Linked DNA regions of Mus musculus: regions 2, 3 and 4 are each linked to region 1. A link is a contact called in public promoter capture Hi-C data. All regions are on one chromosome and are shown on one strand. The core of a region is the stretch at or near the end of the contact, and the rest is flanking DNA. Distances in the headings are between cores, read along the strand shown. Region 1 holds the start of Ankrd40 (ankyrin repeat domain 40). Region 2 holds the start of Fam117a (family with sequence similarity 117, member A). Region 3 holds the start of Ube2z (ubiquitin-conjugating enzyme E2Z). Region 4 holds the start of Zfp652os (zinc finger protein 652, opposite strand).

Region 1 (3,053 bases), core at 206-2,705:
TGGAGCGCACCTAATTTAATGTCATTGCTGCTGTTTGACTTTGTTTGTTACCACTCTGAGGATGAAACCCTGTGCCTTGTTTGGGTAAGTACTCTTTCACTAAGCCAAATCACCAGCCTGCTACAATCTTTTTAAATTGCCTTTAAAAAAAAAAAGACTGCTATTTCTTGTCCCTCAGACTGTGTTAAAGACTGAGTTTCAATGCCATTCCCATCAGCCTCAGATGGAGCACTATGTTGGATCCGAGAATTAAATTTTAAACTGTGGAAACAAATCCAAGTGTAGGCTCAAGCCGCGTTCCAATTTGCCACCGGGGTCAATTTAAGTGTTTAGTCAGTTGATATTCATCACTCCTGGTGTGCAGTGTGTACTGTGTGAATTACTGTATCATAATAAACAGACGTTGCTTTTTCTTAAGCAGTAACAAGACAAATGCATGCTGTGTGCCCTGGGCAACCCCGAAGAATGGAAATAAAGACGCTATACCTAAAAGTACCCCTTCCTGTTTCATCTTGGCTTTGTTCAGGCCCTCCTCTCTGCCTCCCCAGGGTGTTTTCCTTAATCTTTTCACCCCATCTGCAAAGTTCTCACCAGTGCCACATCAGGGATCTCTCCAAGGCACCTGAGCTCAGCAAAACAATATTTTCTGCTTGTCCCATTGGGTAGTAGAACAGTGCCAACCAAGGCTCTGAGCCTCATTAACTAGATTAGGCATGGAGTACTGCACACGGCTGTTTATGAACACACCATAGCTCTACCCTCAGTGCCTGGAATCAGGACTAGGATGACAAAGAGCTCCCCCCGCCCGCCCGCCCCCGCCCCGCCCCGCCCTCCGTCTTTCCTTAGATGACTTTCAGAATAATTAATTATAATTTATAAGCTATAACGAGTTGCATTTTATAAACTAGAATCAATGTTAATCTTCATGAAAGCCAAGTTGGAAGAATTTCTGTCTAAAACCGATAAAGGGTAAAATAAAAACAGTAACAGCTGAAATAAATATTCTAGCTGAATGGTCCCAAGCACTGACAAAAATAAGAAAGAACAGTGTCATCTATCTCTGCAAATAATGGGCATATTATAGTAGGATCCTTTTCAGCCCATTTCCCGTCCTGCTGGGTAAAAATTGGCTCAGATGGAAAAAAAAAAAAAAAAAAAAGAGCTAACTAATCTTGGGGGAGTGGGGGTGGAAACCCACCAATTATTTTTAATGCCTGCTAAACAGCCTGCTCCTGAGGATAAGGCTTTTCTGGCTCTCAAACGACAATGTCGGATCCCTCCGCCTCGCAACTATTCCTGTGTCTGTCCTCCTCGCTGGAAGCTGCCGGGTGGGAGCTCTAAAAATAGCCCATGAATCACAGCAGATAATCCAGTGCGGTGGTTACATAAACAGCCGGCCGGGGCGGCGGGGCCGCGGGTGGGAACGAAAAGTATCTAGGTCAATGTTGTCACACCGAATAGGGTCCCCCGGAGCCGGCCTTCGGAGGCGCGGTGGGGGAGGAGGCCTGGGCCTGCGGGGCCGCGAGCAGCCAGGGAGCTGTCGGTGGGCGGGCGGGCGCACGAGGCCCTGGGCCGGGCGCGGGCGGAGGCGCGAGCGGGGCGGGCGAGCCCGGCGCTCCCTCCCCATGGCCGGGAGCCGGCCGCGGAGGCGGCGGCGGCGCTGACAGGCTCGGGGCGGGGCGGCCCGGGGCCCGGGGCCCTGGGGAAGATGAGCGCCCTCCTAGAGCAGAAGGAGCAGCAGGAGAGGCTGCGGGAGGCGGCGGCCTTGGGGGACATTCGGGAGGTGCAGAAACTGGTGGAGAGCGGGGTGGATGTGAACTCGCAAAATGAGGTCAACGGCTGGTAAGTGGCGAGCGGGGGAGGCCCAGGGTTCAGGGCTGCGAGCTCGGGGCGTGGAGCAGTCAGCCGTGACCCAGGACGCAGGCGAAGGTGACGCCTGGTGCCCCAGGCCTCTCAGGTCGTGGCCCTTTCGAGACTGGCCCCGATCTCCCATTGCCTGGTGCAGTCAGGAGCGCATCCTCCCCAAACCATACCTTCTTCTGTGGTTGACCGCGGCCAGCGCCCTCCGGGACACTGGAGCCCACCCACGCCACCCCCCCCCCGCGCGCCCCCTGGCTCTAACTTGGCCCAAATGGTGATGCATAGAGGCTTTGATTCTCGGCGACTCTGCTCTGGATTTCATCAAGCTTGAATTAGTTTGCCATGGGCGCTTCTGAAGAACACTTCGTGCAGAGATGAAAGCATAAGCAACGAAGCAAATGCCAATCTTAAAAAACCAGCACGGTTTCTTTAGCCAAGACCAGGAGAAAAGGAACAACTACAAAACCCTCGCCACTTGCATAATAATTCTGCCTCAGTTGTTTTAATGCCACAGTGATTGGCTGTTGCCTACAGCTGCCTGTTGAGGGGAGACTCATTTGTCTGCCCTGTAGAGTGTTTTGTTTGCTTAGTACAATTTCCAATTAGAGAAATTTACCCAAGGCTTTACAAGTCGGCTAGCAGATCTGCCTCCTTCCCAATACAGAGTCTGTCTCATTTTAAGATATGAACAAATCTTTAGTTTCTTTCTTTTTTTTTTTTTTTTGGTTTTCGAGACAGGGTTTCTCTGTATAGCCCTGGCTGTCCTGGAACTCACTTTGTAGACCAGGCTGGCCTCGAACTTAGAAATTCGCCTGCCTCTGCCTCCCAAGTGCTGGGATTAAAGGCGTGAGCCACCACGCCCGGCTAAATCTTTAGTTTCGAGTTACTGAATGTGGTATTTCTTTCTACCCTTTTTTGACATTTTACAATTAATTTTTTTTAATTCAGGTAATGCTTATCTAGCCTCTTTTGCCAGTTTAAAGTTAAATTTGAATTTTAAACCCCCCAGTAAATCGAGCCATACATTTTGGAATGGAAAGGGCACTGGAGATCATTTGAATTCCAGAGAGTGTCTTGCCCTGATTGCACAATTGTCAATATGATAACAGAGTCAGAAATGAGATTTCCTAATTTCCTAAGAAAGCTGTCTGACTCCTTTCCCTAAAGAAACTAGCCTGGATAGCTGTCCACAG
Region 2 (3,041 bases), core at 55-2,554, 1.0 Mb after region 1:
GTATTGGATCCCAAGGTACTCTCGCAGCACGCACACCCAGTTTACTCCCTTTCCTCTGATTAGTAAGTGTGGCTTCAAGGGAATACCTTTAAAAAAAATACTAAACTCGGTAGAGACTGAAATAGAAAGACAAATCGGTAGCAAGGTCAAAATTAGAATTCATAACTAAATATAAATCTAGAGGGAATTATCCAATTACTTGGATGGTCCCTTCTCACAGACAGTCCAGCGTTAATTGGCTCTGTTTCTTTTCCATATATAGAACAAAGTAGCAAGAGTAATGGATTTTTTTTTTTTGAGATGCATTGTTTTAATAGTATCTTAAATACTGCTTTTTCTTTTTTCCGAAAATGTGTTCACATATACATAGCATATAATTTTCACAGCTTGCCAGTATTCTCTTTGGGGACCATCTGGTCTTTGACTTGTAGGTCAGAGAGCAACTGAGCTGGAAAGACAAAGATTTCCTAGTGGAGTCACTATCAAACTTGATCAGATTTATCATTTACTTTGTTTTGCTAGGTACACTTACAATGGATGGTTCTGAAGGGAAATTCCCAGCTCCCTTTTAAAGGCTCAAGTTAATTTACAGACTAACAGCTGTTTTTATTGAGATTGGACCAGCTTCAGGAAGGGACTTGGAAACGTAGAAGACAAATGAGTGTCATGTGAGGCGAGGTAGCCATTAAATGTACGAATTTAATGCAAAGCTCATGCAAATGATAGGCAAACCTTCTATAAATTTATCGAATCTCAGTTTGGAGTTTGTCAGCTGCAGTGAAATCTCATGAGAATTGAAAACTAATGTTTTTTAGTTAAACTAAATGTAATGGCTTTTGAAGTTAGGCATTCTCAGTCCCATTGAAACTGCTTAGAGTTTGACACTACCACCTTTAAAGATTTCAGTAGTGTTTGATTCCAGTCCACATCCAGCCCCGCCCCCTGCACAGCCTGACATCACATGGCATATATTTGCATACTACCTGGGACTGGGTGTGACGATCCTCCCCTTTGAACCTTCTCATTGGCAGTGCTGAAGAACCAGCCCTCTACTGGAAGGTCCAATCGGCAGCCTTAAGGACATTAAAAAAAAAAAAAAAAAAGAAAAGAAGAAAATCAGGAGGGTGGGGGTCTTGACTTGATGGCTGAGCACATGGACCAATCATCCTCGGAAACAGAAGAGCCCCGCCATGGATTGGTTGAGGGGGAGGTCCTGGGACTCTGTAGGCCAATTAGAACTCTGGGCCGAGGGGGCCGGTCCGCGCCCGTAGGGCAGATAAGTAGCGGCCGCGGGGGTTGGGGGCAGTGTGGGGCTCGCCGTGGGGGTGAGGCGGCAGGTAGCCGGGTGGGCCATGTCCGGGGCCGCAGCGGGCGGCCGAGGCGGAGGTTCCTGGGGGCCGGGGCGCGGAGGGGCGGGGGGTCTCCGGCGGGGCTGCTCTCCACCGGCGCCCGCTGGCTCCCCCCGGGTCGGTCTGCAGCCACTCAGGGCTACGGTCCCCTTCCAGCTGCAGCAGCCTCACCAGCGCCGGGACGGGGGTGGCCGCGCAGGTGAGCCGGGTCCGGAGCGGGTGCTGGGGCGACGGGCTGGAGAGTACTAGAAGTAGATGGGAGGTGAGAGAAGAGAAAAAGGGGCGCTCAGAGTTCGCGAGGGCGGAGGGAGCGAAGGCGAGCAGCTGCGAACCTGCGGTGCAACTCCGGGACGGGGTGCCGGGTGCATGGGCCGGGGACCAGAGGGGAGGGACCTGGCAGATGGAAGCTAGCTTTGGGGGGGCGTAACCGAAAAGTGGTCCGAAGTGTCCGCCCGGGCGGTGTGAGAAGTGCTAGAGTGCGTGCAAGGAGTGTTGTGGGCGTCCGGAGTCGAGGGCTTCACTGGGAGCCAGAACCGGTGGGCGCTGGACGCCTGCTCAGTGAGGGGGAGGGGCATGGAAGAGAGCCGGGTGGAGCCATGTGTTACTTCTCCTGCTTGAGTTTGGCCCCAGCGTCTCTCTCTATGGCTCTCGAGTTCCTTTCTTCACCACTTCACGTGCGCTTTCACATTATGCTTCTTCCAGGAGATGATTTGAACTCAGCCCGTTGGAATAAGTTAGTTTAACGGCTTTTACTTCGGTGCAAACATACCTCTGTTACCGATTTTCTACATTCCTCTCGGGGTAGCCCCGAAGTTGAATGTTCCCATATCTCTGACTTGCTTAACATGGCTGTCTCTTTCCAGTTATTCTGTGCGTGTGTGCTTATGTACAGGAGTTGGGCAGTTTGCATCCTACTTCTTGCCTCCTCCGAAGGTGTTTTGCCCTGAGCATTCCCAGCCAACGTGGCAGTGGAGTGCTTACAATCAAGTATGCTGTGTTAAATACCCCACTTTCTGAACAGCGCCGAAGCAGTTTCTTAATAGCAGCTTGATGTGGTGGGTGTGGGGAAACTAGGGTGGAGCAAATTTAACCTTGCTTTCACACTTAAGGCTGTGATGGGACCCACAATTGCAGGCCCTTTGGAACGGAAAGGGAACCTACTTGCATGAGGAGGTTGGCAGTAAGTTAAAAGTGAAGTTTGCGTTTGATTCACACCAGATGTGAAAGGATCATTGCACACTTCCTAAGTCTAAGTTTGTACCAAATGTACAGAAGCTATGGTCCCTGCCATCCTACTGTGACAGTCCCTACACCAGTCTCTTGTGCTTTCTGCAGATGACTAAGCTTGGACATTGCATATCCTCTTCCTGAAGGTATTCTGTTACAGGAGTCTTGCTAGATAGGAATGGGATTCATCGGGTCTTTGAGGTAGAAAGCCAAGTCTATTTGGACCTCACTGTATGTGCTAGTATCACATTCTGGAACGCAGAACTTGATCAAATCTGGTAGCAAGATGGTGACCAAGTAGTCAAAGTATGTGTAGAATCTGGTGGTATAGAAGAAGGCAATGCCCAGACAAACTCGTGCCTATCGTCAACTATAAAGCAAACCACAAGACTACAAACCTGTTGGTTTTGTTTGGGCTTCCTTGAAACCCAGGGAAGCTAGAGCAGCAAGCACCAGAACCTTCAT
Region 3 (3,051 bases), core at 96-2,595, 1.7 Mb after region 1:
GTCTGGTCACCAGGAAACAAGTTTCAAAATTAATAGCTCAACAGTCTTATCTTTTGCCATGCAATTGGTACCATACTAAGTGAGCACTTTTGCAAAACATATTTATCTATGAAGTGATACGATCTAAGATCGGTCACCCAAGACACAAGCACAGACAGGCCCTAGGCCTTTTGTTCCTGTATTTGAAGGGAGTACATCTGCTTTACAAAAGTAAACCAGACAACCTTGGGGGTAAATAATAGGAAAAAAGTTCTTGACTAAGATGTTACAATCCAGAGTGATAGTGAGAGATGGTAGGAACGCAGAGTTTCAGGGACAGGTGTGAGGGACAGTTTTGGGGTGATTGGAAAGGGGGTTCAAGAAATGATCTGGAAAGTCAGGGAGGCTCTCTAGACCCGTGGAAAGGGCCATATGGTGGGGAAACGAGGTAAGGAAAGGTAAAAAGGAAGACTGACTCGAGTCTGCAACTGGGCAATGCAGGTAGAGGATGTTCCAAGCGGGGACTCCAGAAGAGATGGAGAACTGATGGGTGGGGCCTGAGGGCAGCCTTTAGGTAAGCTGGTGGGGTAGGTTAGAGGGGAAGTGCGAAGGGCGGGACCGAGCGTTACAGAAGAGCAAAAGGGTCAGGTTTCGGGTGAACGGGAGGGGGTAGGGATAAGGCATCCGGAACGGAGCTGCAGGGCTCACCGGAGGTCGCTAAGGGGCGGGGTAGGCCCGAGGGCAATCGCGGATCTGTTTGGGCTGTAGGGCCGGGCGCTGAGAGGGCGGGAGGGAGGGAAAGGGCGACACTTAAGGCCCCCGTCAGTAGAGAGGCCCGCAGGGTTTGGGCCTGGAAGACGTGAGGCGGGAGAGAGCCCCGATGGGGAAAGGTGGGGGGCGGGGAAGGTCGAGCCCTGGAGCTCCGGGGTGAGGGAGGAAAAACCCCCGGCTCACCGCTTAATCCGAAGTAGACACTGTGGCGCGGTTCGCTCGCCGTCCCAGTCCGAGCTGAGCGTGGGGTCCCAATGGCTAAGCAGCGCGGCCCCGTGGGCAGCGGCCGAGGGCGGGAGTCCTGGCAGCGGAGCCAGGCCGCTCCCCGGTCCCCCGGCCCCGCCCGCCGCCGCCGCCGCCGCCCACACATCCGGCAGAAAAGGCGGCCCGAACCCGCCGCCGCTCCCGCTAACGCCGACCACACCGGCAACACCACTCGACCCTGGGCCCGCCGCCCCGGCGCCAGCCGTCGCCGTCGCCGCCTCCTCAGTCGGACTCTCCGCCATCGCTGCTTCGCTTCCGGGACTGCTCAGCAGCACGTCCGCCGACCAGAGCGGCCGCTGCTCCCGCACCACCGAGAGCCGGGCCAGAGTGTCCCCACCCTCGGCTTCCCCAGCCCGGGTGGCGCTGGCTCCGCCCACCTCCGCCCGGACCAGCGAGAGGCGTGCTGCCAGAGCGTCCACCCACGGTCCTCCAGAGCGGGGGGCGGGGGCTAGCGGACTAGCTGGCGCTCCAGGCCAGCGCAGATTCTGCGCCCCGCTGGAGATGCTGGTAGCCTTCCATGGTTAAAGGTTTTATGTTGGGAGAGTTGATGTCGGAGAAGACAGTTCAAAGAAGATGGAGAGACCCACAGCTTCTCTTTTAAAGGGAGGGACCATCGATGTTCAATCCTAGGGTAGGACTAAGGTCCACCTTCCCTGTAGGGCAATCGAAAGAAGAGCTTGAGTAGTTTAGGGCCCTTCACATCCCTACGGCTCTGTGCTGTATCATGTCTGGTCTTCTCCCCCATCGACTACTATTGTCGCCTGACTGCGGATGGACTAAGAGGAAGAACGGAATCAGAACGTGCGAATAAAAGACCACCTCATTTGAGTTTATTCGATATTTATTTATGAAGGGCATACTAAAGGCCAGGAGCTGTTGCTAGGCATTGCCCTGGAGATAATGACACAGAAGTTGACAGCTTGGTAGAAGTCAAGCATCAGGCTTGATTCCAAGCTCAGTACCTTTTCTACCCGCTAATCCTGGAGTTACGGGTTTGAAATTCTCAATTTCTTAGAACTATATTGAGATTTGTAATACGAAAATTAACTCTGACTAAGGGGAAAAGACCTTAACCTTGTTCTACTGACAGGAATATGAGTCTGTGTGTGTGTTTGCTAACTGTAGGAAAACCAGAGGTACCGCATGACTGAGAATTTACACAACCCTTTCAGCTGGTCTGAGACAACATCCGAAACAAACACATTGATACTCTATAGCAAAGTGTATGAATAGTTTTTGAGACAAGGTTTCCAATATGTAGCTGCTTACCTCAGCCTTCTTAGTGCTGAGATGACCGGCATAAGCCACCACACCCAATGAAATATTCATATTAACTTTAGTACATTTATGAAGATTCATTCTAGAACAAACAGCCAGAGCCTCACTTTGGATCTTGTTTTTTTTTTTTTTTCTTCTTCTTTTCCTCCCGAAGAAGCCTGGCTCCTGTGGTGGCACAGCTCGTAAGCTAAGCACTAGAGAGGTTGAGGAATGATGAGGGAACTATCGTACATAAATAGTTGAGGCCACAAATTGAGTTCAAGGCAATCTGGGCAACAAAGGGACACCCTGTCTCAAAACACAAAAACCAACAAGTGAAGAGCCTGCGTTCTGGACATTTGTGCGTTTTCTCAAATGGTCTGGGGGCGGGGGTCTGGGAATAGTGAATACATTATGTTTTGAAGCTGCCATTAATTGAGTGCTTAAGGCTACACATTGTTTATCTGCTTTATTTTACTTGTTCCTCTCACCAGCTCTGTGATAGAAGGACTGTTATTAGCCTTTTGTGACAGAATGACAACAGACAGACAGAAGGTCAGTCACACACATAGGATCACACTGAGAGCAGGGGGCAAAGCTGCATCTGGTTCCAGATGTTGTCCTTTTTGCTACACACACACATGCATGTACCTAGGGCTCTAGCTTGTGTATTATTTGTGAATTCAGCTTAGTAGAGTTCATCTTAGGACTGTAACATGAAATAAAACTCATTAGTATACTATTTTATAGAGGTTCCATGTTTTGTTGATGTATCTTTGT
Region 4 (2,898 bases), core at 243-2,742, 1.4 Mb after region 1:
TTTACTGAAAGTGCTCGCTATTGAAAAACATGGCCCTAAGTTCCACAACTCTGGTTCCTGGCTTCTGGAGTCTAAGTACAATAAAACCCAAACACCTGTTTTTGGAAGGGGCCAAAGACAGAGTCAGCTCTTTATAAAGCTTCAAGCTCCTAACTTTGTCCCAGACTCAGGTCATTTTATTCCCTCGAAGGTTTGGGTGAGTGGGTTATGGCCGGCTGTTCTGGGAGAAAAAGTTAGCTGCATCTATATGGAAATTGTTTCTATGATGTGGGGGTCAGCTTTTGTGGAAGAACATTAATATCCTATGTTCTTAATGTTAGAAGAAGAGGGCTGGAGAGATGGCTCAGAAGTTAAAAGCTCTTCTTACTCTTACAGCGGACCTGGGTTCAATTCCTAGCCGCCCCCCCCCCCCCCGTCCTACAAGCCACTCATAACCCCAGTTCCAGGGGAATCCATCAAATGTCACAGGTGCACATGCACACATCCAGGTAAAACATTCATACACACAATGTAAAAGAAAGAAAGAAAGAAAGAAAGAAAGAAAGAAAAAATGTAGTAGAGCCCAACAATAAAAACCAACAATGTTAGGAGCTCCATTCAAGCTGTAGAGACCTTCAGAAGTTTGGTTTCTGGTGGGGAAGGGTTATCCTGATCTTAGGGATGTCATCTTGGGTCTTTTTCATGGAGACTTCACTTGCCAAGTCATTTCCTCTCCCTGTACACTAAGCACTTTCAATTACAGACACTCTCTTTTGGCTCTGAGCTTGGATAAATGCTACCTTGTTAGCTAATAGTACCATTAATTATATTAATGATTAATAGCTAATTAGTCATAATGTGGTCATGCTTCTTCCAATGGAGCCTTCCTTTCTTGCAACAGTTCTGGGACTCTAGCGCACGCGCGCACACACACAGACCACACAGACACACGCACGCACGCACACACTTCCCTATTTCTGGCCACAGGATGAGCCCAGCAGTCCATCCTGTTTGCTTACCATACTGGCGGTCTCTAAATCCCCCTAGTTGTAATCAACTATCCCATTTGTCTGGTGGATGGCTACTTCTTACAAGTGTCGCCCCTTCTATTTCTGTCACTCACTGACTGCTCTCTACTAACAAGGTGGCCAGCAATTAGGGTTTTTTTCTTTTTGAACCGTATTCCATAAGTCAAAGATATCTACTTCCAAATCTCACTCTGACCCACTTTTCCACTTTCTCCCCCCTTTGCACTTTTACGTTTTCTTATTTCTTAGGATCTCAAACCCCCTGCCCACAGATACTTCGTCTTCTGCCTTCAGGCTTCCTTTTGAAAACCACGCCCCCACCCCCTTAAGCGTCGCGCATGCGCAGCCCACGACTTTACCTGGGCGCTCGGGAGTGGGCGGAGTGGGCAAGGGCCGGGGGTGGAGCAGGCAGCCGGCGGTTATCTGCTCGGCTGAGCGCTCACATTGTGGCAGGAGGGAGAAAAGGTGCGCCCAGGCCGAGCCGAGGGCCGCGCATGCGCGCCGACCCCCATAGCCGGGGATGGGGTGTGTAGGGGGGGGAGGTGTCGGGATCCCGACCGCGCGGGGGGGAGGGGGGGGCGCGTGCAGGGGCGTGCGCGCGCGCGCGCTCCCGCCGGCCTCCCTGCCCCCTTCGCGCACGACATCCCTACAGCACACCCCCTCCCCCGCCGCCCGCCCCGCGCGCCGCCCGCTCCGCGGCCCCGCTCGGCCTCGCGCGCTCGGAAGGGAGTCGCGAGACGTCGGAGCGGCGGCCACGTAGCGCTGCGGCGGCGGCGGCGGCGGCGGCCGAGGCCGGGTCTGAGGATCGGCCCAGAGCGCAGACGTTGGGCAGGGGGAGGGGCCGGCACGGCGGGCGGTGGGGACTGGAGCGACGCGGCGCGGCGCGGCGACAGGCCCCCGCCGCGGGGATGGGCCGCCGAAGCGGCGGTGGTGGCGGTGGCGGCGGCGGCGGCGGCCCGGGTGAGTAGGAGCCCCTTCCCCGCGCTCTCGCCTCCCGCCGCGGCGGCGCCCTGGCAGCCGCGTTTCCTCTGCGCCCGGCCGGGCTGGCGGAGCCGGAGGAGCCTGCGCCGAGGCAGCTGCGTGCGCTAGGCCGGAGCAGCCCCCATCCGGCGGGCAGGCCCCGGGCGCTGCGCGTCTGCCGCTCTCAGCTTGGCCCGGGGTGCCGGCTCCGTACCCCCGCCCCCTCTCCCCAGCTTAGCTGCAGTTTTGCAGCGAGTGGGTTCGCCTCGAGGCCTGACGGGGTGGCCGGGGTGCACGGGTTAGTAGGCTGAGGAGAGCATTCTCTTGCCCTGCAGCTGGTGGCTTGCACCCACTACCTCCCCCGCCGTGCGGTTGCGCCCAAACCTCCAGCCCTCGAGAGTATTGTGGCACCAGGAGATAACACGCATGTGATGTACACTCGCCACCCGCAGCACCACACTCAGCCCAGTGGGCGATGCAGACCTTTCTCCACCCTCACTTCGTCCACCCCTCCAATCAGGCTTTACTAAAGAGTCCCAGGTCGGAGACACCAAAGAGAGGGATACCCCTGTTACATCTCTATGAAACATGTTCGTTGTCGAGGGATGACTATTGTAGAAATGATAGATGTCTCTGCTTTGCCTCGAAGTCAGTCTTTAGGATTTAAGATCCTGTATGCTCCTCTTTGAAGCGGGCCGGTCTTTGATTACATCTAGCTCATCCCTCCCCCAACAACAACATCAGGAACACGCGCGAGCACACACACACACACACACACACACACACACACATATATGCACACGCACACTCGCACACTTCCTGATTGCGGAACGGCCCCTGTCATTGCGGATCCATTGTCAGAAGTGGCTTGTGCCAATCAAAGGAATGTGCCTTTGGAGGAAGATGTTTTTTTCACAACCAAGCTACAGGA

The links. Promoter capture Hi-C pulls out the DNA fragments that hold promoters and counts their contacts.
Region 2: a contact with region 1 is called in a promoter capture Hi-C map of liver, with 2.3 times the contacts expected there. The contact joins the promoter of Fam117a here to the promoter of Ankrd40 in region 1. A contact is called at or near these places in 3 of 39 promoter capture datasets (erythroid cells, liver and pre-B cells).
Region 3: a promoter capture Hi-C map of liver shows a contact between it and region 1, with 4 times the contacts expected there. The contact joins the promoter of Ube2z here to the promoter of Ankrd40 in region 1. A contact is called at or near these places in 2 of 39 promoter capture datasets (hippocampal neurons and liver).
Region 4: a contact with region 1 is called in a promoter capture Hi-C map of liver, with 4 times the contacts expected there. The contact joins the promoter of Zfp652os here to the promoter of Ankrd40 in region 1. A contact is called at or near these places in 3 of 39 promoter capture datasets (hippocampal neurons, liver and pre-B cells) and 1 of 115 datasets of contacts at active chromatin or transcription factors (pancreatic cancer cells).

What each region holds. Positions count from the first base shown.
Region 1 is chr11:94,326,546-94,329,598 of GRCm38.p6, forward strand. It overlaps Ankrd40 (ankyrin repeat domain 40), which reads left to right and starts at 1,456. Exons shown (of 5, transcript NM_027799.2): 1 at 1,456-1,842. The coding sequence starts at 1,709.
Region 2 is chr11:95,335,714-95,338,754 of GRCm38.p6, forward strand. Fam117a (family with sequence similarity 117, member A) reads left to right here and starts at 1,305. Exons shown (of 8, transcript NM_172543.4): 1 at 1,305-1,548. The coding sequence starts at 1,353.
Region 3 is chr11:96,064,019-96,067,069 of GRCm38.p6, forward strand. Ube2z (ubiquitin-conjugating enzyme E2Z) reads right to left here and starts at 1,346. Exons shown (of 7, transcript NM_172300.3): 1 at 934-1,346. The coding sequence starts at 1,256.
Region 4 is chr11:95,711,262-95,714,159 of GRCm38.p6, forward strand. It overlaps Zfp652os (zinc finger protein 652, opposite strand), which reads right to left and starts at 1,493. Exons shown (of 2, transcript NR_045780.1): 1 at 1,367-1,493.